Linked DNA regions of Mus musculus: all the other regions are linked to region 1. A link is a contact called in public HiChIP or PLAC-seq data. All regions are on one chromosome and are shown on one strand. Each heading gives the region's core, a stretch centred on a gene start, on an enhancer-like site or on the middle of the called end of the contact. The rest is flanking DNA. Distances are from core to core; before and after follow the strand shown.

Region 1 (4,677 bases), core at 188-2,687:
ACCCAGCCGGACCGGCGGCCGCCCACGACGCGGCGCTCCCAGCTCGGCACCCGGGGCCTCGGAGCGCCGACTCCGGCGCCAGCAACCGACTGGGCGAGGACCGCGCGGCTCGCTCACGACGCCTTCCCGGCTCAGCCACTCTTCTCTGGTGACCCACCTAGCCGCGGTGGCGTCTCCCACTTCTTGTCCCCCCTCCTCCCCATCTCCTTTTAATACGCTTTCTAGTTCAGGATCATTTGTTTCAGGAAAAAATTTGCAAGGACAGTACAAGCGTTTTCTCTGTCTCTTTTCCCTTTCTCTCTGTTTTCTTTTTCTTCCTTCCCTCTTCTTTCCTCCTTTTTCTTTCTTTCCTCCCCGCCCTTTCTTCATTTCCTCTGTTGCTTTCTGCTGTGCGCTTTATCTTACCGCCCCCCCCACATTTCTTTCTCGCCGTCCCCACTTCTCTCTCCGCATCTCTACTTCCCAGTCTCTCCTCCATTTCTGGGACTTCTTTGGGTCTTTCTCCACAAGCCTTTCACTACTCCGGGTTTCCCCTGACGGCATCCAAAAGAAGGGCCCTGGAACCTCCAGTCCTCGCTGACTCCCCTCCAGCTCTCGGCGACCGTCTTTCGTCTCCGGCTCAAGTGCCAGCGGGATGGCAGCATTGAAGGCCCCCATGATCACTCAGAAGGAGCTCCCGGTGGCTCCAGCTGCCCTGGAATCTCCAAGAGACCGCGGCGCACAGTGCGCGCCTCTTCGGAGTGTCGTTCACCCCTCTGGAGGTCATCTAACCCGGTCTCCTCTAATCTCCAACGCTTCCATTTCTTAACCTCGAGTTTCCCTAGATTTCAGCTCCTATTCCCAGACTTCCTCTTGCTTGGGAACCTTAGAGTCCCTCGCACCCTCTCCACAACCCGGGCATCCTCACCTGGGTCCTGGGCAGGCAAAGGCTGCTCCCGGTACGCTCCGTACTGCCTATAGGATCCCCCGTAGGTATATTCCGACTTGGGCGAGTAAGCGCCGGTGCCTGCGAGCCCATTGAGATTGAACTGGTGGTGGTAGGTGTAGGGGTTCACCGTCTGGCCGTAGGGCTGGCCCGAGTAGTAGTCATGCTGAGGAGCGCTGTAATAGCCCAGGTCAGTGACTGTAGATTCGGGCAGGGTGGGCGAGTCCTTGGAGCCCGCATGGCAGCTGAGCGAGCTGGAGATGTCGGTGAGGATGCTGCTGAGCTTGCGATCGAAGGAGCCGCTCATGCTGGCGAGCGCCGCAACACCCCGGGCCTCCTCCGAGGAGCGCCGAACGGGCGGAGGAGCCCAGGTGGGGGTGTGTGTCCAGAGGGCGAGGGCAGGACGCGGTCGCGTCTGGGGGAGGGGGTGGCCGAGGGGCGCTTAGACCATCGCCGGCTGTCGGTCAGTCGCTGCGTGCCTCTCTCCGCGTCCCAAGCCACAGTCAAATGCTGCCAGCTCCGCCCGGCCAGCCGGTTATAGACTCAATGTTGGAGTCGCCGAGGGAGGCTCCTGCGCGCTGATTGGCTGCAAGTCTTGCCTTCGAGGCAAAACACGCTCGCGCTTTCTCACTGGCTCCCCCAACCCTCTCAACCCTCTTTGTTGTTACCCCTAATACACACACACACACACACACACACACACACACACACACACACACTCCCCCCAGCGCCACTGTGTTCCTCCTATGCTCTACCTCCGATAAATCCCCCAAATGTGCGGAGGGGTTGGCTGTGCGGAGCCCCCAGGATCTACTAATCGGTCTGTTTTAGTGGCCAGGGGTGGGCTTAGGTGAGATGAGGAAGGAGGGGAATTTACCCATTGGGTGTTTGTGGAAGGAGGTGGTCCTTAATGATGTATGTGTGGTCTATGCAAATGACAGACAGAAAGTGGCAAAGACCCAGGGTCCATGAAAATATTTTGATCACTTTTAAAATTGGAAAAAAAGGTTGGACTATATAAATATATTATATTTTTGTTTTGTTTTGTTTTGTTTTTTGTTGTTTTTTTTCGAGACAGGGTTTCTCCGTATGGCCCTGGCTTAATATGTTATCTTAATGACACTGCAGATGTGAAATATAAAATTTTAAATTCTGAAGGAAGAGTCTCACCAAGCAAGAACACCTTGGGCCTGCAAGTCCCTACTGGAGCAAGGCTGTATGGATTTAGGGGCTGCTTTAGAAGACAGAGGTACCCCCAGCTATATGTGTGCCCTTTCATGAATGGAAGAGCCACGAGGCAGTCAGTCCCTATGAGGCTGGCTTTCTGTGTTCTTCAGGAAGTCTGGAGGCAGGGTCCACTCAGTCTGGGACAGCTCTTAGGAGCACAGACTTTGTTAGGGGTGAAAGATCTATGTTACATCTTCCGCAAAATACACAAAATACAGTGTGTGCAAGAGTGCCCGTGAGAACCTGTGTGCATGAGAGTGTGTCTCTGTATGTAGTGTGAGGCAGTGGAAGTGTAGGGTCCTGAATGACCGACCTGTGAGCTGGGTATGCCCAAATGTGCATAGATACATGCTCAGATCCATCTATCTCCAATAGACAGGAGCCATGTACTTCACTCAATTTCTTCTGTCCATGGAGGCCCCAATGAAGATGTTTCTCACCTTGGAGCAATCTCCAACCCCCCTAGTCTTGTCTGGCTCTCAAAGTCCAGTTCCCGGGTAATATTTACTGTTCTGGGTGCCAATCTCATTTCTCTATTGCATCTCCACTTCTGCTCCCAAACCTATCCTTGGAGGAAGGAGGCTTCTCCCAATTTTAATTCTTATTTCCCCCTCCATCCCCAGGCCTTCCCTACACACCTCGAACCTTCTATTTCCCCTGCCTTTGCCTAGCCAGGACACAGTGCCAGCGCACCACCTCGTGGTTTTCCGGAGTTCTGCAACTTGCCTTAAGGCTGCATTAAGGAGGAGGTAAGCAGGCAGACAGGAAAGGGGTCTCATTCTGCTTAGATTGTTTAGGGGCCGCAGTCAAATGTTTCGATGTTAAACTCAGACACAGGATGCTGAACCTGGAAAAACGTAGAGTTGGCTGGGCAGAGGACCTAGGTCGGGGAGCAGTGACAGGAGTAGGTGACCGCCTGGCCTGGGCCGCCCCAGGAGGCCGCCGCGTGGGAAAGGTGGGGGCGGGGGCGGGAGAGGGGAACGCTATCTGTCTGTCTATCTGAGCGTCCCCCCAGCTCCTATCGCCCGCCGCTGCGAGCTCGTGGCGGGACGAGTTGCCACCCGCTCTGGATGCCCTCTGTTCTTCTGCCAAGAGGGCGCCCAAGGAGCCCGGGGCGTTGGGGGCAGGAAGGGCATTGGGCTGCCGGTTCCCCTCCCAGGATGCAAGCGGGGGCGGCGGGGAGGGCCTGTTTTGGAGCCCCCAGCTGCCCACAGGGAAGGGACAGCGTCGGGCAAACCCTGTCTCGGGAGTTCGTTCATTCATTCATTTGGAGTAGCAGGTGATTCGGAGACGCCCCAGTCTCTCCTCACCCTACCTGGGCCTGGCTGGGTTGAGCACAGGAGCCTTGGGGTAATAGTGAGTTATTTTAGGGTAATTTCCAAGGTCTGTTGTGCTCTAGAAGCGGACTGAAATCACAACAGTAACGTAAAGAAACATTTAAGGCCGGGCATGGCAGCGTATGCCTTTAACACTAGTACTCGGGAGGCAAAGGGAAGTGGATGTCTGTGTGTTCGAGGCCAACCTGGTCTACAGAGCTAGTTCTAGGATAGCTAAGGTTACACAAAGAAACCCTGTCTCGGAGAAGGGGGTGGGGGAAGAATTATTTAAAAATTGTTTGTGTGACTAACACTTTGTTGCACAGTGTGCTGGAGACTGCCTACCCCATTCACCATAATCCTTCAGATACCTAAGATAGTCTTTGGGAAATGTTTGTTGAGTGACTAAATAAGAGGACCTGAATTCCCTTGACCCAGAGGCCAGGCTGAGGCTGAGGCACAGTTGATGGAAGGCCTGAAGCAGGCACAGGACTCATTCTCAATGGAAATGAGTTCAGAGTTGTTCCTGAAGGGTCCCTACGACCAGCAGGAAGCTCCCTTCCACCAACAGCTGGGTGAGAGCTGGGTGGAGAGGCAGCCAGAAGATGCAGCAGGACTGGTGTCACCCACTGGACCTCATCTGGTCCAGCAAGATGAGCAAGTGTCAGCTAGCCAGAGTCCTGCTCCTGAAGGAGGGGTGAAGCAAGGCAGCTGGTGACCTCTAGGAGGCTGGCAAGAGTGAAGGACGCTGGTTGGTGTCCAGGTCAAGGTCTGTTGCACGGAGAAGAGGTGCCTGCTGATGGCCCTGGTCCTTGGAGACAAGGTGTCAGGCCGAGTGGGCACTGTTCATAAGGAACCAGCAGAGGGATGACGCTCAGGAAAAGAATGGAACCAGGAGTGTAGGCAGGCTTGCTTTCTTCCTTGCCTGGGGAACTGGCGCCATCTAGTGGCCATAAGAAGGTCATGTCTGACTCTCCGGAAGGCTGGAAATCAGCCTCTTGTAGCAAACAGTTTAATGGTCCCCATAACTCTTTGGTTTCCAGCTCCTTCTCTGTTCTCCCATCTATGTTTGGTCAGTGACTTCTCTTTTTGGTTTTTCTGCTTTCAAGTTAAAAGAGCAGTTTACACATATCTTTCCAGAGTCTCATTCAGGCACAGTGTTGGTAGAGCCTCTGTGGTGTGTCCATGTCTTGGGTGCTGATGAGCTGA
Region 2 (4,297 bases), core at 329-2,828, 550 kb before region 1:
AGAAGGCTGAGAACCCCTGCCTAAGTGATCATAGGCCTCTGATGACTCACAACCAGTATGTGGGGTAGCAGGTGAGTCCCCCTTAACCTCACACACCTTCAGACAGCAGCTAGCATCAGGAATGTCAAATGGGCTGTAGAGATGGCAAAGCGGTTAAGAGCACTGACTGCTCTTCCAGAGGTCCTGATTTCAATTCCCAGCAACCACATGGTGGCTCACAACCATCTGTAATGGGATTCAATGCCCTCTGCTGGTGGGTCTGAAGACAGCGACAGTGTACTCATATAAATAAAATAAATAAATCTTTTTTTTTTTTTAAAAGGAATGACACATGGGCTATGCAGATCAACAGAAACTATGCAGAAAGCTCTTCCGCGCCTCACCATTATACAAAGCAGAGTTCACCACGCCTCCTGCAACTGCCAACGCCAGGCCGAACTTTCCAATGGACTCAAACACTTTGGCAGCCATGACTCCTTCTGTTGCTTCCACTCACACCTAAACACGGGGTAAACATAAAACACTTTGACACCAGATTCTCAGAGAAAGCCCGCTCTGAGGCACAGAGTTCATGTCTCAACATACATTTTCATATGTCTACACCTGTGGGCCCAAACTCACTCACTGAACGCCCCATAACACTGACCACCTTGCAAACTGTAGATCATGTCTGCGTTTGTGGACGTGTTTCTTTACAACCATTCAGAGAAAGAGTCTGCGACACTTGGCTCAGCGTAGGAACGGTGCTTTGTACCCACGAGGAACTTAGTACACAGAAAAACCACACTCCCTTTTCCTAGACCAATAGGCCACAAGCGAGACCGGTGCTACACGGCTGAAGCCAACAACAAAAAGGGCAATTTCTGTTAACATTTAAGTTACACGGTCTCCGACAGCCTTGTTTAACCTTCAGTTACTTTATGAAGGTTATGACTGCTGAAGTGCATAGAGAGGTTATACTCTTAAGTAGTAGAACCAGGGTTAGAATGAGAAGACCGAATTCTAGAAGACATTGTAGAACTCCTCCCCATACCAGTTAATAGGAAAGCAGGGGCTGGCAGGGGTGCAGCGAGGCAGAGCGGTGAAGGACTGGAGGTGGGGCTGCGGCGGGACGGGTGGGGGCACGTAGCTGACAAACTAGAAACCAGTTAGCCTTGAACTTTTTAATGTCCCGCCCCTGCGTCACCCTTGGTACAATCCTCAAACTCGCCCTCCCCTTTCTCAGACTTCAACTGCTTGTGTATCGGGATTTCTCCATGCACATTTATCCTCTGTCTCTGACATCCAGCTCTTTTTACTCCACCAGCTTCTGGATTTTTCCTCATCCTGTCCCCTCCCCTTGCACATTCCTAACTCCTTCTGGACCGAGATTTCCCCCTTCTCCACTAGGCGTACCCACACATGCATCCCATGCCCTCATTGTACATAGGAAAGCAGAGGCAGGCTACAGGGACATAGGACCAGAGGCCTCTACCGCTCCTACCACGCTTACCTGCTTTCACTCTGACCTCCACATGAATTCCCCAGCTCCGGATACTGCGCGTGCGCCAGGCAGCTCCTCCCCCCCCCCCGACCCCCGCCTCTTCAAGATCCGACCCTTCAATTGGTGAAGCCGAGCGACGTGCATTCTGGGAAACGTGTTTTGCAGTCTTCCGCGGGCTCTGTGGCTTTAATGAGGTCAACTACAACTCCCAAAAGATCATGCAGCAACGGGCTCTTTCAGGAAACCCGTTTCTGACTGGTGAGAACGGATGGGATGTTGCCGCAAAGCCTTTCGGGAGTTGTAGTTCCTTGGTAATATATGCACGTGCCTATTCCTCAAGGAGGTGGTTCCAGAAGCCGGAAGCAGACTGGATCGGAAAGGAGTTGGGCTTCCACTTGGTAGAGGAAATCACAAGGTGGTGAAGGAATGGGTGGGCATTTTGGATAAAGGTGAGGTAAAATAATTCATGCACTGAGAGACTGCTAGGGAAGTTAAGGACAGCCCTCAGGGACGTAAGATGTTGATCTTCCAAGCCACTCCATAACCTTAAAAACGGCTTAGAAAGAAGAGGAAGGGAGTCGGTCATTCAGGTCTTGCAATACTTCAGTAAAGGCTCTTGATTTAGGGTCTAAATCTCTGGGCATCTTTTTTTCCAAGTTATATTCGAGGAATTGCAAAAAAGGGACGGAGATCATGTGTATGGCTTCTCAAGTTCACCTGTTGTCAACAATTTGCGTATTTGTTGTTGTTTTTGTTCCATCTCCTCGCCTCCCTCCACTTTTCTCTTTCTCCTACTATTCTCTAAGATCAAGGATATCTATCCTCTTACTTTTTGTTTTGTTTTGTTTTTTGTTTTTGTTTGTTTGTTTGTTTTCGAGACAGGGTTTCTCTGTGTAGCCCTAGCTGTCCTGGAACTCACTCTATAGACCAGGCTGGCCTCGAATTCAGAAATCCGCCTGCCTCTGGCTCCCAAGTGCTGGGATTAAAGCGTCCGCCACCACGCCCGGCTACTATCCTTTTACTTAAGTAAATATTATCCATGTCTGCATTCCAATTTTGCCAATTAAGCAAATAGTGACTTTTATAGCATTCCTCTCCATGACACAAATCTAAAATGAAGTAGTTTATTTTTTTGGGCTTGTTGCTCCCGAAATACAAACTCTCCTGAGAATATCTGTAAAGAACATGAAAACCCCTGGCACTGTGGCGCAATGGATAGTGCATTGGACTTCTAAGAAAGACCTGCTCCTTATTCTTAGCTTAACTTTTATTTAAAAGATAAAATGCAATTTTAAATTTGCAATCGGTATTTATTTCTTATTAAAATATAAGAAGCCAGATATACATTTAAAAGAAAGGAAGAAAGAAAACGAACGAACGAACATGAAAGCAAGCTAGGTGCAGTGGTGCACGACTTCAATCCCAGCACCCAGGAGGCAGAAGCAGGTGGCATCTGAGAGAGAGAGAGAGAGGGAGAGAGGGAGAGAGAGAGAGAATGTGAAGACACAAGGAAGACTATTGGGGTGGAAGAGAGACTGGAAGGGCCTGGGGAGGGTAAATAAGGTGGTGAATATAAGTGAAATACTTAAAATTAATAAAACAAATACATTTTGTTAGAAAAAAAAAAGTGTGATGGCCGGGCAGTGGTGGTGCATGCCTTTAATCCCAGCACTTGGGAGGCAGAGGCAGGTAGATTTCTGAGTTTGAGGCCAGCCTGGTCTACAGAGTGAGTTCCAAGACAGCCAGGACGACACACAGAGAAAGGTCTCGAAAAACCAAAAAAAAAAAGTGTGAATGATGTTACATAACTCAAATGGGCAAGAATCAATCAACATACGAAGAGCTTTCCCTCCTAATAAACGATTAAATAGGTGAACCACAGATTTTGAAACTTAGTGTTTGCAAGGGTTGTTGGCTTCACAAAGGAAGAGAAGGAGGGCACAGCAAGTGAAATTGCTGAGGCAGAACACTTGCCTACAGTGCGCTAGGTCTTCAGTTCCAACCTCAGCACTGTAAAACAAAACAGTACTTATAAAATATTCAAAATGGGCAGAGGGCTGGAGAGGTGGCTGGTTGGCTGTTAAAATCAGTGGTGCTCTTCCTGAGAACCTAAGCCTGGTTTCCAGCACATGGCAGGTGACTCTCAGAGACCTGTGACTCCAGTTCCAGGGGATCCAATGCCCTCTTCTCCCCTCTGGAGCACCAACACACATGTGGTGTGGCACACACACACACACACACACACACACACACAAACCATAAAAAATTCAGAATATAAGCCGGGCATGGTGGCACACGCCTTTAATCCCAGCACTCAGGAGGCAGAGGCAGAATTTCTGAGTTCAAGGCCAGCCTGGTCTACAAAGTGAGTTCAAGGACAGCCAGGGCTATACAGAGAAACCCTGTTTTCAAAAACAAAAACAACAACAACAAGAACAACAAATTCAGAATGTATGGAAAATTAATGTTTGCTTAAAGATATTTGGCATTACACCTATTTGATAAACACTGAGTATTTATTAATAATAAGTTGTCTTTTTCAGCTCCATTTTTACATTTCCATGTGGAAATGAGAAAAGGAGGTTTTTATATTTGGTTTTTTAAATACATTCATGGGCTGGAGAGATTACTTAGGGGTAAGAGCATTGGCTGCTCTTCCAGAGGACTCAGGCTCAGCTCCCAGCACGTACAGAGCAACTGTCTGAAACTTCATTTTCAGGAGAGCTGATGCCCTCTTCTGGCCTCTGGGAGCACCAGTCATGCAGTTAGGACACAGGCATACATGTAGGCAAAACACCCATATACAGAAAACAA
Region 3 (4,805 bases), core at 1,790-4,289, 590 kb before region 1:
TTTTTTAAGTGGAAACTTTATGCTTCTAGAGACCTGGGGACTGTGATTACCATCACTGTCCATCACAGCACTATCGTAAGCTGCAACACATATCTCTTGGTTGAAATATGATCAAAAGATGAAGGCTGAATGCAGAGTAATTCACACACACACACACACACACACACACACACAGACATTTATCGACTGCTCTTTGACAGGATGCTGCAAAGCTCATCCCCAGCTCTGGATTTTGAATGTGGAGAGCAAAGACTCAAATTGTAACAGAAATCTACCCAGCAAAATGGATGGTTTTGATAGACAATGAAATCAGACTTAGCAAAGTAGGAAAAAAAGCCTCAGCCCTGGACAGGTGTTCTACCATGGGGTGACAAAGAGATCAGGCTCAGTCTTTAAGCACTGCATAGTCCCTTACAGACTTTAACACAGAGCACACACTTGGCTGTTGAAATTTGCTACAATCAGAATATGCCGGGAAGATAAAGGATCGATTGGTCAAATGTAGATGATTCTGTCTCTAGTTTTAATTTCTTCTGAATGATTCTCAGGCTTTTGACGGGAAGGTACGAAAAATATAATTTCTGACTGGCCTTCCTTCAAAGAAACCAAAACAATAAGAAGCCGTCTGAGAGATGGCTCTGTAGTTAAGAGCACTTGTTGCTCTTACAGAGAGAACTCAAGTTCTATTCCAAGCACCAACATAGCGCCTCACAACTATCCTTAACTCTAGTTCCAGGGGTCCTACCACCTTTTTTTTTTAATCTCTGTAGGCACCAGGCATACACATGGTGCACATACACACAGATAAAGCATGCATATACATAAAATAAAATCTAAAGACAGTTTTTAATTAAAAAAAAAAAACAAAAACCTACAATGATTCCTATGCAAGCTCCCATGCTCTTTATTCCAGGGCCATAGTAGGTCTAATGCCTAAGAGAAACAAAACACAAACTCAAACTGCTTTCACTTTTGCATAACACAGATCTTAACTTGAGGTCCCGGGACCAGCTTCGAGATGATTGTGTAGTTGCATACAAAACCATGTATGTATTTCACTGCAAAGGGCCCTAAGACTTCCACAGCCCTAAAGAAGAGTTTAATTTTGCTGTGAATCTTTTATACTAAAGACAGTATCTATGTGAACACATGTGCACAGTGGTGATTCAAATAAGCAAGCCGTTGACTTAAGGCCACATACCCCACCACAGACCAGCCCCACCGGGGAACATCACCTGCCACATCCGAGCAGATTTCCTTTCCTAAGCAAACATACATGCTGTCAACAAAGCATGTACTGCTCCTTGCCTTTCTCAGAACAACAGGGCCCCGACCATCGTTTGGAAAAAAAGTACATAGACCTTCATCCCAAAAGACTACACTACTTATGCAGGCTATGCCTTGTTATGTTAAACATCGCCGCAACAGCAGCAGCAACAACAGCAACAACAACAACAAAACCGATGAAATTACTGTGTGCAGTAGATATCTAATTAACTGGAGGTGGGAGAGGTCGGGGGAGAACGTCGTTCAGGTGATACTGAGAGCGCGCTGGAAAAGCCATTAAGGGAAACACCATGAAGGTGCTTAAACATGGGTAAGATCCAGGAGGGGAACCAAAGACTGATTGACATCCTGTAGCTTGGTTGTGAAAAAAACATCTTCCTCCAAAGGCACATTCCTTTGATTGGCACAAGCCACTTCTGACAATGGATCCGCAATGACAGGGGCCGTTCCGCAATCAGGAAGTGTGCGAGTGTGCGTGTGCATATATGTGTGTGTGTGTGTGTGTGTGTGTGTGTGTGTGCTCGCGCGTGTTCCTGATGTTGTTGTTGGGGGAGGGATGAGCTAGATGTAATCAAAGACCGGCCCGCTTCAAAGAGGAGCATACAGGATCTTAAATCCTAAAGACTGACTTCGAGGCAAAGCAGAGACATCTATCATTTCTACAATAGTCATCCCTCGACAACGAACATGTTTCATAGAGATGTAACAGGGGTATCCCTCTCTTTGGTGTCTCCGACCTGGGACTCTTTAGTAAAGCCTGATTGGAGGGGTGGACGAAGTGAGGGTGGAGAAAGGTCTGCATCGCCCACTGGGCTGAGTGTGGTGCTGCGGGTGGCGAGTGTACATCACATGCGTGTTATCTCCTGGTGCCACAATACTCTCGAGGGCTGGAGGTTTGGGCGCAACCGCACGGCGGGGGAGGTAGTGGGTGCAAGCCACCAGCTGCAGGGCAAGAGAATGCTCTCCTCAGCCTACTAACCCGTGCACCCCGGCCACCCCGTCAGGCCTCGAGGCGAACCCACTCGCTGCAAAACTGCAGCTAAGCTGGGGAGAGGGGGCGGGGGTACGGAGCCGGCACCCCGGGCCAAGCTGAGAGCGGCAGACGCGCAGCGCCCGGGGCCTGCCCGCCGGATGGGGGCTGCTCCGGCCTAGCGCACGCAGCTGCCTCGGCGCAGGCTCCTCCGGCTCCGCCAGCCCGGCCGGGCGCAGAGGAAACGCGGCTGCCAGGGCGCCGCCGCGGCGGGAGGCGAGAGCGCGGGGAAGGGGCTCCTACTCACCCGGGCCGCCGCCGCCGCCGCCACCGCCACCACCGCCGCTTCGGCGGCCCATCCCCGCGGCGGGGGCCTGTCGCCGCGCCGCGCCGCGTCGCTCCAGTCCCCACCGCCCGCCGTGCCGGCCCCTCCCCCTGCCCAACGTCTGCGCTCTGGGCCGATCCTCAGACCCGGCCTCGGCCGCCGCCGCCGCCGCCGCCGCAGCGCTACGTGGCCGCCGCTCCGACGTCTCGCGACTCCCTTCCGAGCGCGCGAGGCCGAGCGGGGCCGCGGAGCGGGCGGCGCGCGGGGCGGGCGGCGGGGGAGGGGGTGTGCTGTAGGGATGTCGTGCGCGAAGGGGGCAGGGAGGCCGGCGGGAGCGCGCGCGCGCGCACGCCCCTGCACGCGCCCCCCCCTCCCCCCCGCGCGGTCGGGATCCCGACACCTCCCCCCCCTACACACCCCATCCCCGGCTATGGGGGTCGGCGCGCATGCGCGGCCCTCGGCTCGGCCTGGGCGCACCTTTTCTCCCTCCTGCCACAATGTGAGCGCTCAGCCGAGCAGATAACCGCCGGCTGCCTGCTCCACCCCCGGCCCTTGCCCACTCCGCCCACTCCCGAGCGCCCAGGTAAAGTCGTGGGCTGCGCATGCGCGACGCTTAAGGGGGTGGGGGCGTGGTTTTCAAAAGGAAGCCTGAAGGCAGAAGACGAAGTATCTGTGGGCAGGGGGTTTGAGATCCTAAGAAATAAGAAAACGTAAAAGTGCAAAGGGGGGAGAAAGTGGAAAAGTGGGTCAGAGTGAGATTTGGAAGTAGATATCTTTGACTTATGGAATACGGTTCAAAAAGAAAAAAACCCTAATTGCTGGCCACCTTGTTAGTAGAGAGCAGTCAGTGAGTGACAGAAATAGAAGGGGCGACACTTGTAAGAAGTAGCCATCCACCAGACAAATGGGATAGTTGATTACAACTAGGGGGATTTAGAGACCGCCAGTATGGTAAGCAAACAGGATGGACTGCTGGGCTCATCCTGTGGCCAGAAATAGGGAAGTGTGTGCGTGCGTGCGTGTGTCTGTGTGGTCTGTGTGTGTGCGCGCGTGCGCTAGAGTCCCAGAACTGTTGCAAGAAAGGAAGGCTCCATTGGAAGAAGCATGACCACATTATGACTAATTAGCTATTAATCATTAATATAATTAATGGTACTATTAGCTAACAAGGTAGCATTTATCCAAGCTCAGAGCCAAAAGAGAGTGTCTGTAATTGAAAGTGCTTAGTGTACAGGGAGAGGAAATGACTTGGCAAGTGAAGTCTCCATGAAAAAGACCCAAGATGACATCCCTAAGATCAGGATAACCCTTCCCCACCAGAAACCAAACTTCTGAAGGTCTCTACAGCTTGAATGGAGCTCCTAACATTGTTGGTTTTTATTGTTGGGCTCTACTACATTTTTTCTTTCTTTCTTTCTTTCTTTCTTTCTTTCTTTTACATTGTGTGTATGAATGTTTTACCTGGATGTGTGCATGTGCACCTGTGACATTTGATGGATTCCCCTGGAACTGGGGTTATGAGTGGCTTGTAGGACGGGGGGGGGGGGGGCGGCTAGGAATTGAACCCAGGTCCGCTGTAAGAGTAAGAAGAGCTTTTAACTTCTGAGCCATCTCTCCAGCCCTCTTCTTCTAACATTAAGAACATAGGATATTAATGTTCTTCCACAAAAGCTGACCCCCACATCATAGAAACAATTTCCATATAGATGCAGCTAACTTTTTCTCCCAGAACAGCCGGCCATAACCCACTCACCCAAACCTTCGAGGGAATAAAATGACCTGAGTCTGGGACAAAGTTAGGAGCTTGAAGCTTTATAAAGAGCTGACTCTGTCTTTGGCCCCTTCCAAAAACAGGTGTTTGGGTTTTATTGTACTTAGACTCCAGAAGCCAGGAACCAGAGTTGTGGAACTTAGGGCCATGTTTTTCAATAGCGAGCACTTTCAGTAAAGACTAAAATCTATATCACATTGCAACAGGTAGAGAGATCTTCAAGCAGAAGAAGAGAAAATAAGCATGTATAATAATCAAATTCAATGTGAGAATGAGCTTGGGTCTGATGGACTCAGAATGTCTTATTGGACATCTGATCTATTCCTCCACCCCATGCTTGGACAGGTCATACAGGGTGATGGCCAAATCTTGAGGTGACCTTTCAAGTGTTCTAATGCTCCATCCATAGGCCAACACACCTGATGGCCTCTAGTAATCACAGTCTTCTATTA

What was found. HiChIP or PLAC-seq counts read pairs in DNA pulled down with a chosen protein or histone mark.
Region 2: an H3K4me3 HiChIP or PLAC-seq map of bone marrow-derived macrophages shows a contact between it and region 1, with 2.5 times the contacts expected there. The contact joins the promoter of Phb here to the promoter of Dlx3 in region 1. A contact is called at or near these places in 3 of 39 promoter capture datasets (the 3T3-L1 cell line, hippocampal neurons and pre-B cells), 3 of 484 Hi-C or Micro-C datasets (cerebral cortex, embryonic stem cells and nephron progenitors) and 1 of 115 datasets of contacts at active chromatin or transcription factors (bone marrow-derived macrophages).
Region 3: a FOXA1 HiChIP or PLAC-seq map of pancreatic cancer cells shows a contact between it and region 1. The contact joins the promoter of Zfp652os here to the promoter of Dlx3 in region 1. A contact is called at or near these places in 1 of 39 promoter capture datasets (pre-B cells) and 1 of 115 datasets of contacts at active chromatin or transcription factors (pancreatic cancer cells).

What each region holds. Positions count from the first base shown.
Region 1 is chr11:95,116,877-95,121,553 of GRCm38.p6, reverse strand. It overlaps Dlx3 (distal-less homeobox 3), which reads right to left and starts at 1,437. Exons shown (of 3, transcript NM_010055.4): 1 at 908-1,437. The coding sequence starts at 1,232.
Region 2 is chr11:95,664,238-95,668,534 of GRCm38.p6, reverse strand. It overlaps Phb (prohibitin), which reads right to left and starts at 1,578. Exons shown (of 7, transcript NM_008831.4): 1 at 1,493-1,578; 2 at 384-498. The coding sequence starts at 471.
Region 3 is chr11:95,710,988-95,715,792 of GRCm38.p6, reverse strand. Zfp652os (zinc finger protein 652, opposite strand) reads left to right here and starts at 3,039. Exons shown (of 2, transcript NR_045780.1): 1 at 3,039-3,165.